Regions from separate parts of the Rattus norvegicus genome. Here region 1 is linked to region 2. The links are chromatin contacts, called in public Hi-C maps. All regions are on one chromosome and are shown on one strand. The core of a region is the stretch at or near the end of the contact, and the rest is flanking DNA. Distances in the headings are between cores, read along the strand shown.

The links. A called contact is a pair of places that touch in the nucleus more often than the background predicts.
Region 1: a contact with region 2 is called in a Hi-C map of frontal cortex, with 3 times the contacts expected there. The contact joins two enhancer-like sites. A contact is called at or near these places in 2 of 12 Hi-C or Micro-C datasets (Schwann cells and frontal cortex).

What each region holds. Positions count from the first base shown.
Region 1 is chr3:67,665,375-67,671,528 of GRCr8, reverse strand. All of the region lies in intron 3 of Ifih1 (interferon induced with helicase C domain 1), which reads left to right. Among named protein-coding and RNA genes, the nearest start is that of Ifih1, 16 kb to the left of the region's middle. Within about 2 kb of position 4,213, at least 11 of the 93 cell types and tissues checked have an H3K27ac peak or open chromatin away from gene starts, as enhancers often do.
Region 2 is chr3:67,558,616-67,565,134 of GRCr8, reverse strand. Fap (fibroblast activation protein, alpha) reads left to right here. Exons shown (of 26, transcript NM_138850.1): 19 at 307-376; 20 at 1,141-1,335; 21 at 6,168-6,222. Among named protein-coding and RNA genes, the nearest start is that of Gcg, 30 kb to the right of the region's middle. Within about 2 kb of position 4,999, at least 5 of the 93 cell types and tissues checked have an H3K27ac peak or open chromatin away from gene starts, as enhancers often do.

The DNA.
Region 1 (6,154 bases), core at 2,964-5,463, 110 kb before region 2:
CAGAGCTTTGCTTTAGGAGCAGCTGCTAAGAAATGACTCAAGTTATTACCGGTTTCTGCTCATTTTGGTCTTATGATCGTAGGTTCGTCTGAGCTTAGGAACCAAGGACTACCAATGAACAAACCAACAAACAAAACAACTTGTTGTTGACTCAGAGAAGTCACTTCCTGTTTGTTTCTTCATTTTGTGCTGGTGACTGCATTCATGGCCTCTCTCATGCTGGGCCAGTGCTCTGCCACTAATCTCTATAGCCTCACCCATGGAGTTACTTGGCTTGCAATACTTTACTGCTAAATTTAGTAGAGGCTGTTTGCCTATCCAGTCGTTCTTAGCATTAACGATGAAAATATCTGTGAGAGCGTGCCACGGGTTGATACATTTGCACAGTGCTGTGCACAGCTTATTGATGAAGATAGTGTGCCATTATTTTGTTCCAACAAGATGGGTTAATACTCTTAGTGGTCGCTAAAAGTAACAACAGCAACAAGGGCAACAACAAACCTTGTTTCTTAAGCTGCATGTGTGTTTTGTAAACTCGGATTTTTTTTTTTAAATGTGCAATAATAAAAGATAGGAGAAGTCTGTAATTTTAGATTGGGATATTGCTTATTATCTTTCTGAGCCAGTTCGCACGTCTTTTAGTCCATAGTTGCATTTAAGTCTATCAGCTGTAAGTAGCTTTTCCTGAAGGTCCTTCAGGAATCGCTTTTACAACCTTCTACCTCCTTCACACCTCACCAGACAGCGCAGTGGCTCGAGCTAAACTGGTTTTAATGACATTTATCCTTCCTCCAAAGGGCGACAGACTAGAATCTCCTGTGGAAAGTTCTAGATGATCGTTTCACCCTCTCAGCACATGTGGGGGTTGGCATTTCTTCTTTTCTGCTCCTTCACTATTCAGGATTGACTGCTTGCACTGACTGGAATTACACACACACACACACACACACACACACACACACACACATACACACACCATGTGTGTTTACCACATACCTTACGTGTAGGGTAGGAGACACACTGAGAGAAATATGGGGAATTTAGGGGAAGCAGGAGGAGGAAAATGGGGAGTAACAATAATATGTTATTGAAGACAGTTATGAAATTCTCACAATAAAGAAAAATGCCTGAGAGAGATGCTGTCTCCCCCCCCCCCTTGAAATGCAGTTTTTTCTTGGTTTAATTAAAATAAACAAAGATTTCCTTTAAAGCATTGTCTTTCCCAAATTAACACAGTAATTTCTAAATGGCAGCTGCACATTTTAGAACTGCAGTGGGATGGTCATGATGTATATGGCTCTCCTGCCTTCTGAAGTCACTGGCAATTTTAGAACAAAATATCACAGAATTTTGATGTTTCCTTTGACCATATTTACGTGGAAGACTCCAAAGGGACTTATCCCATTCTACAGATTATTTTAATTCTATACAGTTACAGAAAAATTAAAGTCATTTCTAAATATCTGCTATTGCTTGGGCAAAACAAGTGAGTAGTTACTTTTTAACGTGGCATTTTTATTATTCTATTTTAGGAAATGAAGTGCTATGGTAAAATAAAAGTATAGTAAATGAAAAAAAAAGTATAGTAAATGAGATTTCAAACAAGGGGACTGCTACTGGGTTTGGAAGGAACACTTTTACATAACACTGCACAAACAACAAATCCTGAAGCTTCTCTTTGGATCCATTAGAGCACCTTGTTTGGACTCTAGAAATGCAAGTACCTCAGAACGATCAGCAGAGGGCGCTTTGACATTTATAAAGAGAGGATGTCTCTGCTCCAGTGTGGAAAATGATAATGTAACTAGCGTGCCATGTGTGAATATACAGTGCGCATGACCCAGCACGCGTGTGTATATTTTGATTTATATATTCGTTCACGTGAAGATTTTAAAATTCCACCCCAGCTAATGAGCTCACCAACCTGCTTGTTTTCAGACTGTAATACCTTCTTTTTCATTCCCCCATATGTTCAGCTCCTTAGGTTTATCCGGTGACATTATGCTTTGGAATATATTGTGAAGATATTTTGCATAGATCATGTTCTGTAGGAGGGGTTTAAAAATTGACCTTTATAAAACAGGCTCTTTCTCCCTGGCCCAATCTGTCACAGCACTTTTTTGGTAGTTGTTGTTTTGTTTTGTTTTTTGTTTTCTGTTTTTTGTTTTCTGTTTTTGTTTTTGTTGTTCCTTTTCATAGACCAAAAGTCCAATCTTAGGCTCAGTCTATACTTATTTCTGTGAAAGTGTCACGAAATTTATCCTTGCACTTAAGGATCCGAATAGCGCTTCTTATCCCTAGCCTGTAGAAAAATCTAGCAATTTTTTAGAAACCTAGAAATAAATGCCACAACATTTGAAGCTAAAGGAAGACCATGACTGGAGCAGTATATTACCGTTTCAGAGTTGGCTCATATTATGTGGTCCATCCTTCATATTTTCTTAAATTCAGTTACCATTCACTGGGTTTGCAGTACTGCAGGGGCCATTTAAGGGTAGATAGTAATTTGAAGAGAGGGGGAGGGAAAGGGAGGAGTATGCTGGGATTAATGCTTATGAAGGATTTTATGTTCCTTCTTTTCTAACCGAGCGTGTTCTGTGACTCACAGCTGCACAGCTGTTCTAAAAGGGCTATCAGCCAGTCATCCAGAGTTGGGCGATAATGCCACGGGTATTTTTATCAGTAAGAAAACTGAGTAGTGCATGTCTACAGCGAAATTAATATAGATTGGGTTTATTTTATAACTTCAAACAACTCTTTGAGCAGGATCATCACAAAGCGATGGTCTCAAATTTTGGTTTGATTATCAGAACTTACCTTCTCTACCTTGAGTTGTGAAGAAGGACTGAAAGCCAGACTAGTGGCAAGAGAGAATTGAGTTGGTCAGGGCACACCAAACCATTTTGTTCATATCTTAATATGATATGCTCTGGATAGGAAAATATGTATCACAAGCTCTCAAAGACAAACAGTAACCAAGTCAAGGAAAATCAATAGAAAGGAAAGAAAAGCCCCAAATCTAGGTGTTAAAGGGTTTGGAGGCAGACTTGAGAAAGAAGGAAGGTTACCCCAAAGAACCTTAGCTAGGCGGGAAGGACAGACATTCGTCTGAGCCATGGACGGCTGCCTTCTGGTGGTTTTGTGAACAGATGTGACTGATAACATTTCAGGCTGAGTGAACGTCACCACTAAAGGAAGTTATAAGAAAGCTTGAAGTGTGTCAGAAATGTGATGTAAGAGGGTGACTGGGGACAGAAATACACATTAAGACCTCTAAGACCGAAGAGAACTAATGTGTCTTAGAGATTTTTCCTGCTGTTGCCCAAGGAGAACAAACAAAACAAAACGAAAATTAAAACTCCCTTAAATTAATATTTCATTGTCTGGATATTCATGAAATACCATCACAGTGCATGTAAGAAATTACCCCAGGGCATCACGCTGGCAGCTTGGCATTGCTCATGATGAGAAGATGTGTACCTTGGAAGTTGGCAGTCATTTTAAGCCCCGGCAAGAACCTGTCATTGAGCATTACCTGGGCACCCTTAGTGATATCTGCGCTTGCACTTCCCTCCGGTCTGGTTAGGATCGCTTAGGTCCTTCAGCCTTTCCAGCAGGCATCTATGAATTTAAAGTTTCCAAGTCATCTTCTTCTTTCTTACAGTCCATGGCTGCTGTTAATGACAGGACTTCTAGTGTGGTTATCAAGGTCTAGAATTGTGAATGTCTAGAACATTCTACCTTCATCATTAAGTTAGGGGGTAAGTTCTCCTGGTAGGTGTAGTCACTTTTACAACCCTATATTTTAATAACGTTCTTTCTGTGTTTGGCCCCTGGAGCAAAGGATAGCAGGCAGAGATGATAAACGTTAAGCCAACATCGTTATGCATGACTCATATTTAATTCTAGCTGACATATTTCAGCACACACATACATGCGCATGCACACATGTGCACACATGTGCACATGCACACACGCACACACGCACACATGAGTGCGCTTACACACGCACATACATACACACATGCATGCACGCACTTACGCAAACACACATACACCTATAAACAGGAGCAGAGGAGCTCCACGAATGGCCATGTGGGCCTGTGGCTCTAAGAGAGATTTTCTTTTTCTCTTTGGGGAACTCATTTCCTAGAAGCTTGGATCCAGGATAGAATATGCAAGGTGGGTGGAGGTGGCTTCTCTCCATTCTGCAGGAACACATGTTCCCTGGCACACAGAGCGAACTATGACAGACCAAAATGTGAGCGTGTGTGTAGATCCATATACATAGAGCTGAAAATAAAAGTAATCTATTTCCTCTCAAAGAAAAGATTGTTATTCCTAAAGAAAAGGAAATATGTATTATTAGCAGTATGAAAGTAAGCCCGTTTAAGGGGTCCACGCAGCCTTGTGTCTGTGCCAACACAAGGACGTGCTTCAAGCTCTTGGGTTAATCTGTGGCAAGAGCATTATGTTTTTTTTTCTTTTTCTTCCTTTTTCTTTTTTTCGGAGCTGGGGACCGAACCCAGGCCCTTGCGCTTGCTAGGCAAGCGCACTACCACTGAGCTAAATCCCCAACCCCGGCAAGAGCATTATGAAACTCGAGGAAAGATAGGTATGATGTTCAAGTGTAAGGCAAGGTCACAGTAAGAGAAAAGTATGACTTCTCTGAGAGATGGAATTCAGTGAGGTGTAGACCCTGTCCCCACCAGCTCCAGGGAGAACAGAACAGAGCATATATGTTCTTCACCGAGGTACAGGGAAATCCTTTTCGCTGCCGCTGTTTCCTGCCGCATGTAAACCCACTTTTCACCACAGAGAGAAGCTGTGATGGATTGCTGCAAGAAGGAAAAGATAGAGTCCGCAGCGTGAAAAGTTTCTAGACTAGGAGAAAGTCTACCTGAGGGAAAAGAAGTTGCGTTTTACTTAAGGGAGCCTTATAGGAAACACAGTATTATTTGTTCATTGCCTGCTATACTAGTATATTCCAGCAGAGGGCAGACGTTGCATTAAAATGAATCTAAACTCGCCAACCCTCCCACCTCCCCATCTTTGCTTTCAATATTTTATTGTGAATTTTTTTGGTTTCTAAACGATTTTTAAAATGTTTTAAAAGTATGTAAGGTCTATAACACATTAAAAAATACGAAATTTCTAAGATTCCAGTAATATTTTTTACTATTACCAAAATATTCAAAAACGTGTTTCCAAAATGAAGAGATTTTTTTTTGCCCCCACACATGATTTTACAGCCTCTCTTAGAGATTACTGTCATTGTAAGCAAAGCTGTTGTTTTTATCTTACTTGTGAAGTTATTATTCTTTATTTTTTCTTATTTTGAAAATCCATCTATCTCCTAATTGAACAAGTATGATTTTTTCCTCTGGCCCCAATTAATTCCATATAGACAACTATATTAATAGACATGCCTGCCATTTTCAAATTTATTTCCTAGTTGGCTTTGATCACTCCCTTAGAAGAAAATGACATATGTAAAAGTCAATTAAGCCCATTGAACACTGTGATTCCAATATATGATACAAATCTACAAGAGTTTATTAAATTTATTTCCCTTCAAAAATCTTGTCCCTGGTTTAACAGGATCACCATTACAATAAAATGTAAAACTGTAGAAGCGACTATCTGTAATTTTAAATGGAAACAAGCCACCTGTGAGCAGTGGCTGAGTTCAGATCTGGGAGGCATCCCTGGTCTCCAAAGCACCGGATCACTTCACAGGAAAGCCGTGCCTCCAACCTCTGCTTTGCATGTCTTCTCTAAGAGGAAAAGTGCATTGCTTTGAATCTTAGAACCTTCCAGACTGACCTGCCTTGGAAACGTCAAAGACAAAAACAGGAGGATCATAAGTAAATCAGTTGTAGCAATTCACTTTTGCTACATAGACTCGAAACATGGTTTGTTGTTGTAAAAGAAATGCATCAACAATTTCTTGGTATTGCTTTTCTGGAGGTATATATGCACACGTGCACGCACATTTTCTTAAATCGATTTCAAAGAGAAAACCTGCAGGGAAGGAACTTTCAGTGCCGCTGGAGATAGACTATTTTCTTTATTATTAGATTTCTTTTCTTTAATGAATCTATTCTAAGAAAGAACAAATAATATTGCACAAAAAAGGGCTGCTTGGGAAATT
Region 2 (6,519 bases), core at 3,750-6,249:
CATTTTACTGTGATTATAAATACAGTTGAACGTCTACTTTTCCATAGCTCCCTCTCTACATTGACATTTTTTAAAAAAAAAGAGAGATTATCTAATTTTAATTTTAGAATAGATGCTTGTAGAGCAAGCAAGTATTTTGAGGATTTATAGTCATTTGCAAATTAGACCTGAACGAGGTAATAGGGTCTGTTGAAAATACGTTCTTAGTCCTTAATGATTTCCTGGGTTGCTTTTGTAGTGCACAGTGTTAAAGAAAATAACATGCATGTGATGGAGTAATTATTTTCCCTTTTTCTGTTTTCAAAGCTTTCTGGTACAAGATGATTCTTCCTCCTCAGTTTGACAGATCAAAGAAGTACCCTCTGCTAATTCAAGTGTATGTAATATTTTGTGTAGTGTAAAAGCTATTTACTGAAAATATGTTGGATGGAACACACATTTATGAAATAGAATGAACCATTCTCCTTGGTAACAGTTCCTATTGATGCTGTTTTTATATATTCCCCCAACTAATCAGAGTAAATAAAATATGGCTATTTAAAATAGATCAAGGAAGTTTTGAGATTTGAGATGGACTTGCCTGCGTTTGCTGTGCTGAATTTCCTTGGGATGGCAAATTGCCGAATGTGTCAGAATACCTTTGAGATAGAGAGATTGCAGCCAAAAAAAAATAGTGTAAATCATCTTAACATCTTATGTAATTGAGTTAGAAACGAAATAAAGGAATGGAATACATTTAGTGGAATCACACCCAAAATCAGGGCTGACCTACACACAATTTGCTTAAAACACCATGCATTTTTTTTAGTATATCTTATGTCTGCTTTTAGCAAGTGGCAGGTGGCAGAAATGACGAAAAACCCACACATATTCCTTGAAATGCCAACCCTAGATGTATCCGTTTTGGGGAATAGGAGAGGCTGTGTCCCAAAACAACTTCCTTGTAGCAAACCTCTGGGAAAAGCCTGGTCTCTTCTTGATTTAGAACCAGTTCTAATGTTATTGATATTGAAATTTTTATCACATAGTGGGACTGGGAACTGTTGAAATCCATGCTAGGCTGCTGAGAAAAATGGATTTTATTTTTTTTAAATAATCAATTTTTTATTTTTAAATTAATTAATTTTTATTTTCCTTTAGGTATGGTGGTCCCTGCAGCCAGAGTGTAAAGTCTGTATTCTCTGTTAATTGGATAACTTATCTTGCAAGTAAGGAGGGGATAGTCGTTGCCTTGGTAGATGGCCGGGGCACTGCTTTCCAAGGTGACAAATTCCTGCATGCCGTGTATCGAAAGCTGGGTGTGTATGAAGTTGAGGACCAGCTCACAGCTGTCAGGTGAGCACCTTTTCAATAAACTGTCCACACACAACAAGTGTGGCATCACTACCTTAGATCCTACAGGTGCCCCTGAATATGGTGGGTGTATCCTGCCACCGAGCCCTACTTTCAGTCATGTTTACTGTCCCTAATGACTTCATTCTTTTTTTGCTCTGACTCACTGACTTGGTAGAAAATTATTATTAGTTTTAAAGGGATCTTTTGGGTCAAATATTGGGAAAGTTGTTCATGGAAAGGGGCTGATAATGGTGAAGAAAAATGTTTGGTAGAGCCAAGACTTTACAACCGAACTTTTATTGATTACCATGGCCCACAATTGAAAAACGAAAAGAAAAATGATTATGTAACTTTAGTGATGGCCTTCAATAAATCGAATAGCTTAATGTAGTCAATTGTCAGTCTTCCTCTTCAGAATTGGTTCAGGTTGTCTTCGGCACGGCATGTCCTAGGTGCTGGAAGTTGATTTGTGAATAATCTTGCTGTCATATTTTACCATGCTACCATAAGAACAGATGCCTATGTTCCTTTTGTCAAAAGGATCCTGCTTTCATATAATGGATGAAATATTCTGAAAACATTTAGAAGGAAGGCAGATCTAATTTCTTTTTTTTTTCCCAGCTATATTTCTAACCAGAGTTAACGGACCCATCATCTTGTTGGGATCTAAAACAATGTTGTCAATAAAACTCTACTGCACTAGGGACAGTATACACGGTTGCCCCAGACTCCTATTCCTATAGAGTGAGGAGGTGAAGCCAGTGAATCCGAGTTTACCAGTCTGAATGCTAAAGGCTTGCTGACTGGTTGCATTGTAACTATAGATGATTTTGCACATGTAACAGCTAAAGGCAACAAAGATCAATTTTAAATAAAACTTAGTACAATATCTCTTATCCCCCTCAGTGTCATTGATCTTAGCAATACTGATCAACATATACAAAAGAGATTTAATTTAACACATATGGAAAAGGTCCAGACAGCATGTGTAAGGGATATTGTTTATTATATTTCTGACTCTAGTCAAAGCAGAAACATTTAGATTCATATGTAACTGATTTTAGGACTAGAAAGGCAGTCATGACTCATACACTCTGATGTTTATTTCATTTAGTGAGTGGCCACTTACCCACAGACACAATGTGTTCAAGTGGAGCAGTGAATTTTAATAAAAGACAATAAATTAATGACTACATTGTTATGCAACATCGAAACTTATAATTAATCCCTCACTTCTCGGAGGCTACGTGATCTTTGCTGATCCAGACTTGATATTTTTGCTATCAATTTATTTGGAAGAATTTTGTCCAGTGAAGAAATGATTTAAGATGAACTCCACTGGGGCAACAGAGGATTTTGTATTCTGTTTTTGTTTTTGTTTCGGCTGTGTTAGAAGGCAAGTCTAGGACCTTGTAAGTGTTAAGCAACCACTTAACCTACTGAGCTAAATTCTCTGCTTAGTTTTTCTGGACTTTGATGTGTCCAGTGAAGAGTAGAACACATTCGTCAGCCTTGCAGCTTTAAGTCTTTGGGTGTTTTGCTAGAGGTACAACTTGGGTCTTGTCTGTTCATACTTAAACTATAAAAACACCAAGGAAATATAAACCAAAGATGTTGCAAGAGCTTGTAGATAAAAAATTATAAATCATGTCTTTAAATGTCTTCTAAGGTTGATAGAACTATAGGGCAGTTTGTTTTATCTTTGGCTTAAAACAATCATAATTATACAGCCTACTAACAATAAACTATGTCATGCCATTTAAACCACTGATTTACCATCACAAATAATGAATTCTTAATTTACTCTGTTGAATGAAGTAAAAGTATAGATCTGAAGCCCATGTAAGGACCTTAACGAAAATTGTTATTTCTGGCCTTAAATCCTATCTTGTATCAATTTTGCAGTAACACTAACTTGTCTTTGGTACTTGCTTGCAGATGTAACAGAGGTAATAACTGGTGGCCATTACTTTCCCTGAACCTTTATTTTCTAGTATGTTATCTGGAGAATGCTTTCCTGATGTAGGGCAAGCATACCCACGTGCTCAGCCACTTAACAGTGCATGCCACGTTTCATTGTGTGTCACCATATTACATTCCGTACAAAGCAGTGCAAACTGGCAGCCCTTGTTTTCCATGCATTTAAAATCTAAGGGTGCTTTAAGGGGAGGCATTACTGTTAGATGGGATTTTTAACATGCCTCTTGTAGAGCAAAGGTCACAGAGTGGCTGCAAGGCCCATTCAAGCAACACATGCGACGGTGCAGAGTCCCTCGGCTGGCCCTAGCTTTGTTTGAAATCTCTGTTACATGGACATGTAAAAGAGACCTAAGGATCCAGCTCTTCCCGAAAGGAAAGGCTAAAAAGGAAAAAAAATAGGATGATATCGAGAATGATTCAACTCCCTGTCTCCCAACTTGACCTTTTAGGAATCAGATAGCAAACACCTAACCTGAAGACTGTCACTCTCGAATCAACCCAGAAATGAAATTGTTTTCCCTGAATCTCTTAAAATTTTTTATATAGGTGATTTTCTATGTGTCAACAGAAAACTGTGTGTGTGAGTTTGAAACAGCAGTAAGTACTGGTCAAGCCAAGCTAATAAATGCAAACCAAGTGGAAAACAGAGGAATAGGAGACCAATATCACCTTATAGCCCGCCCGTGCATGAGAATCTCATAAGGAACAGATGGTAGCAAGTTCACAAGCGCTGGAGGAACGGGAACACGGTTTCTTCAGGCTTCTTGGAAAATGCCACATTTTAGACAATCACAAATTTTCAGAGATTATCAGCTCCACTCATTTGGAGTATAGTCAGCATTTTATATAGTCCCGAAGTCTTAATTTTATGTGATTTAAGGGTTAATGATGAAAAATTTTAAGAGAAAAAATATATATTATCATTCTTAATAGTGTCAAAAAGAAAACTCAAATAGCGTAATCAGTTAGTAGGATTCAAGATGATCTTAACCCAGAGTCATTTGTTTTAAAATGGGAAGGATATATGAAGTTCAGTTTAACCTCTGATATTTAAAAAAAAAAATACCTTTTTCACGTATTACTTTACTGTGTTGATTAAACCATATTATCAGTAGTTTCTGATAACTCACCTTCCAGGAAGCTTTCCAGATTTTGAGGATGAAGTTTATAGAGCCTTGTTGATCTCAGAAGGCTTGTTTTATCTAGCTAACCTTTAACCTAGTCCTGCCACGTTAAGTGTTAATGTGTCGTTTCCATGTTAACCACTAAACTATCATTTCCTGCAAATGTCATCCTTTCAGAATAAACCTAGCCAGGGAGCCGATAAGAATTTCCTGTTTCTGTGCATCACCTGTTATTTGCTTTGTGCCCCAGATGTAAGGCAGTATGATTGTTAGCTTCTAGGAGATCATAAAATCATGACCGATTTTATGGCTCAGAACTGTCTTCCAACACCAGTAGTGAGACTATCTTTTAACAAGAAAGCGAACCTCCTCGTCTCCCATTTTGATTTTGAAATGTGTGGGAGAATGGCCGAAGGGCCACGTTCTCGGCACGTTTGCTCGCTTTCCCTTGATCTGCTTCCACACAGGTAGCAATTTTCCATTTGCTACTCCGTTTCTTCCCTGTACACTCAGTGTCCTTCAGAATTCGTGTCGGGTAAGCTGTGACTAACGGGGCCTCTTCCCATCTGTTTGTCCCGGGCATTTGCCCAACTCCTCAATGCGTCAGAAACGTGCATGCTGAGTCGATGCAATGAGCGAAATGGTTGCTATAAAATCCCTTTAAGTAATTCTACAGAGCTGGCAAAAAGGGCTCAGAGGTAGAGCATTAGTATAGTAAACCTAAGGACCTGGGTTCAATTCCCAGAACAACAAAAGAAAAGAAGAAATTCCATTATTCCACTAACAAAAGAGACACGCATGTTCTACTTCCAGAAAACTGACAAGAAAGGCATAAACAGAAAGCAGAGGCCACACCAATGTGTTTTGGGGGCCACGCCTCCCTGGGTCCCTCCCTTCCATCTCCCTAATGTGGTGTTCTCCAGGGCCCACTCACTCAGTCACCCCTTCTTTCTTGCTTCTGATCCCTATAAAGTTTTCTTGGGGCTCTTAACCCACTCTCCCAGTGAGTCTCATTTTCTCTAGAATACTAGAGAATTGAGGTATAAACGAACGGCAAACATTGCTTTGGAAGCTTCCCGGGAGTCTTAAAGGTTGTTTTTATTATAGTCTGTTATTCCTAAAGAAATAAATTGTTTTGAAAACGTTTTAGAAATGTGATGGAGCTGAGCAAATCGTTTCAACATTTTTTTAAAAGGATACATGTAGATATAGTTAGTTGTTCATACCATAGTAAATTGGGGAGGGGGGCTCCTATTTATGAACAGCAAGAATAGATTTTTCATTGAATAGGACCTAGAATCAAAATGATGGTTATCAACAACTATGCAAATAAAGTGATACAAATTTAATAAAAATTGAATGGGCAGTGAAACAAAAACCCTTTCCAAGGCCCAAGGATTTAGAAATTTGGTACTAGTAGTGATGCCACTGTATTCTAACGAGGTAATCTGGGGACAGGCTTTGCTAACTGACAAGATTCAAACACTGGGCCTGAGGACACTGGGATCACTAAGGATGAAGAGTGGAGTCTAAGATGAGCCTTTTATCCTCTGCAGAAAACACGACACTATTATTTTAGCTGTTTGTAAATCCAGCCTTATTATGCATTTGTCTAAACAAAGAGATGAAGCGTTTCTATTAAAGCTTTGGATTAAATATGCTTGTGTAATGAAGTAAATGTCATGTGTACACAATTAAAATTCTAAAAATTTGTTTCTTTCACTTCAGAAAATTCATAGAAATGGGTTTCATTGATGAAGGAAGAATAGCCATATGGGGATGGGTGAGTTGTTTTATGTGTTCTCTGCCTGTTACTCAGTTCGGCAATCCTCATTTTCGAAAAGTGTTCGCTCAGAAGGGTTTTTTTTTTTTTTTTCACGAAATGTCAATGTTGCAACATAATTTAATCTGTCAATAGAAACAGTCAATTTGGATAATATCAGCTTTGAAGTGGTGGTTTTAAGTGTTTGTTCCTTTTTTTCCTGATTTAATTTTCTTCTTTGTGTAGCAAATGAATCCATAATTGACACATTTCACTTGGTTTTTAATACTAAAGTATAGCGTATTGAAACACACTATG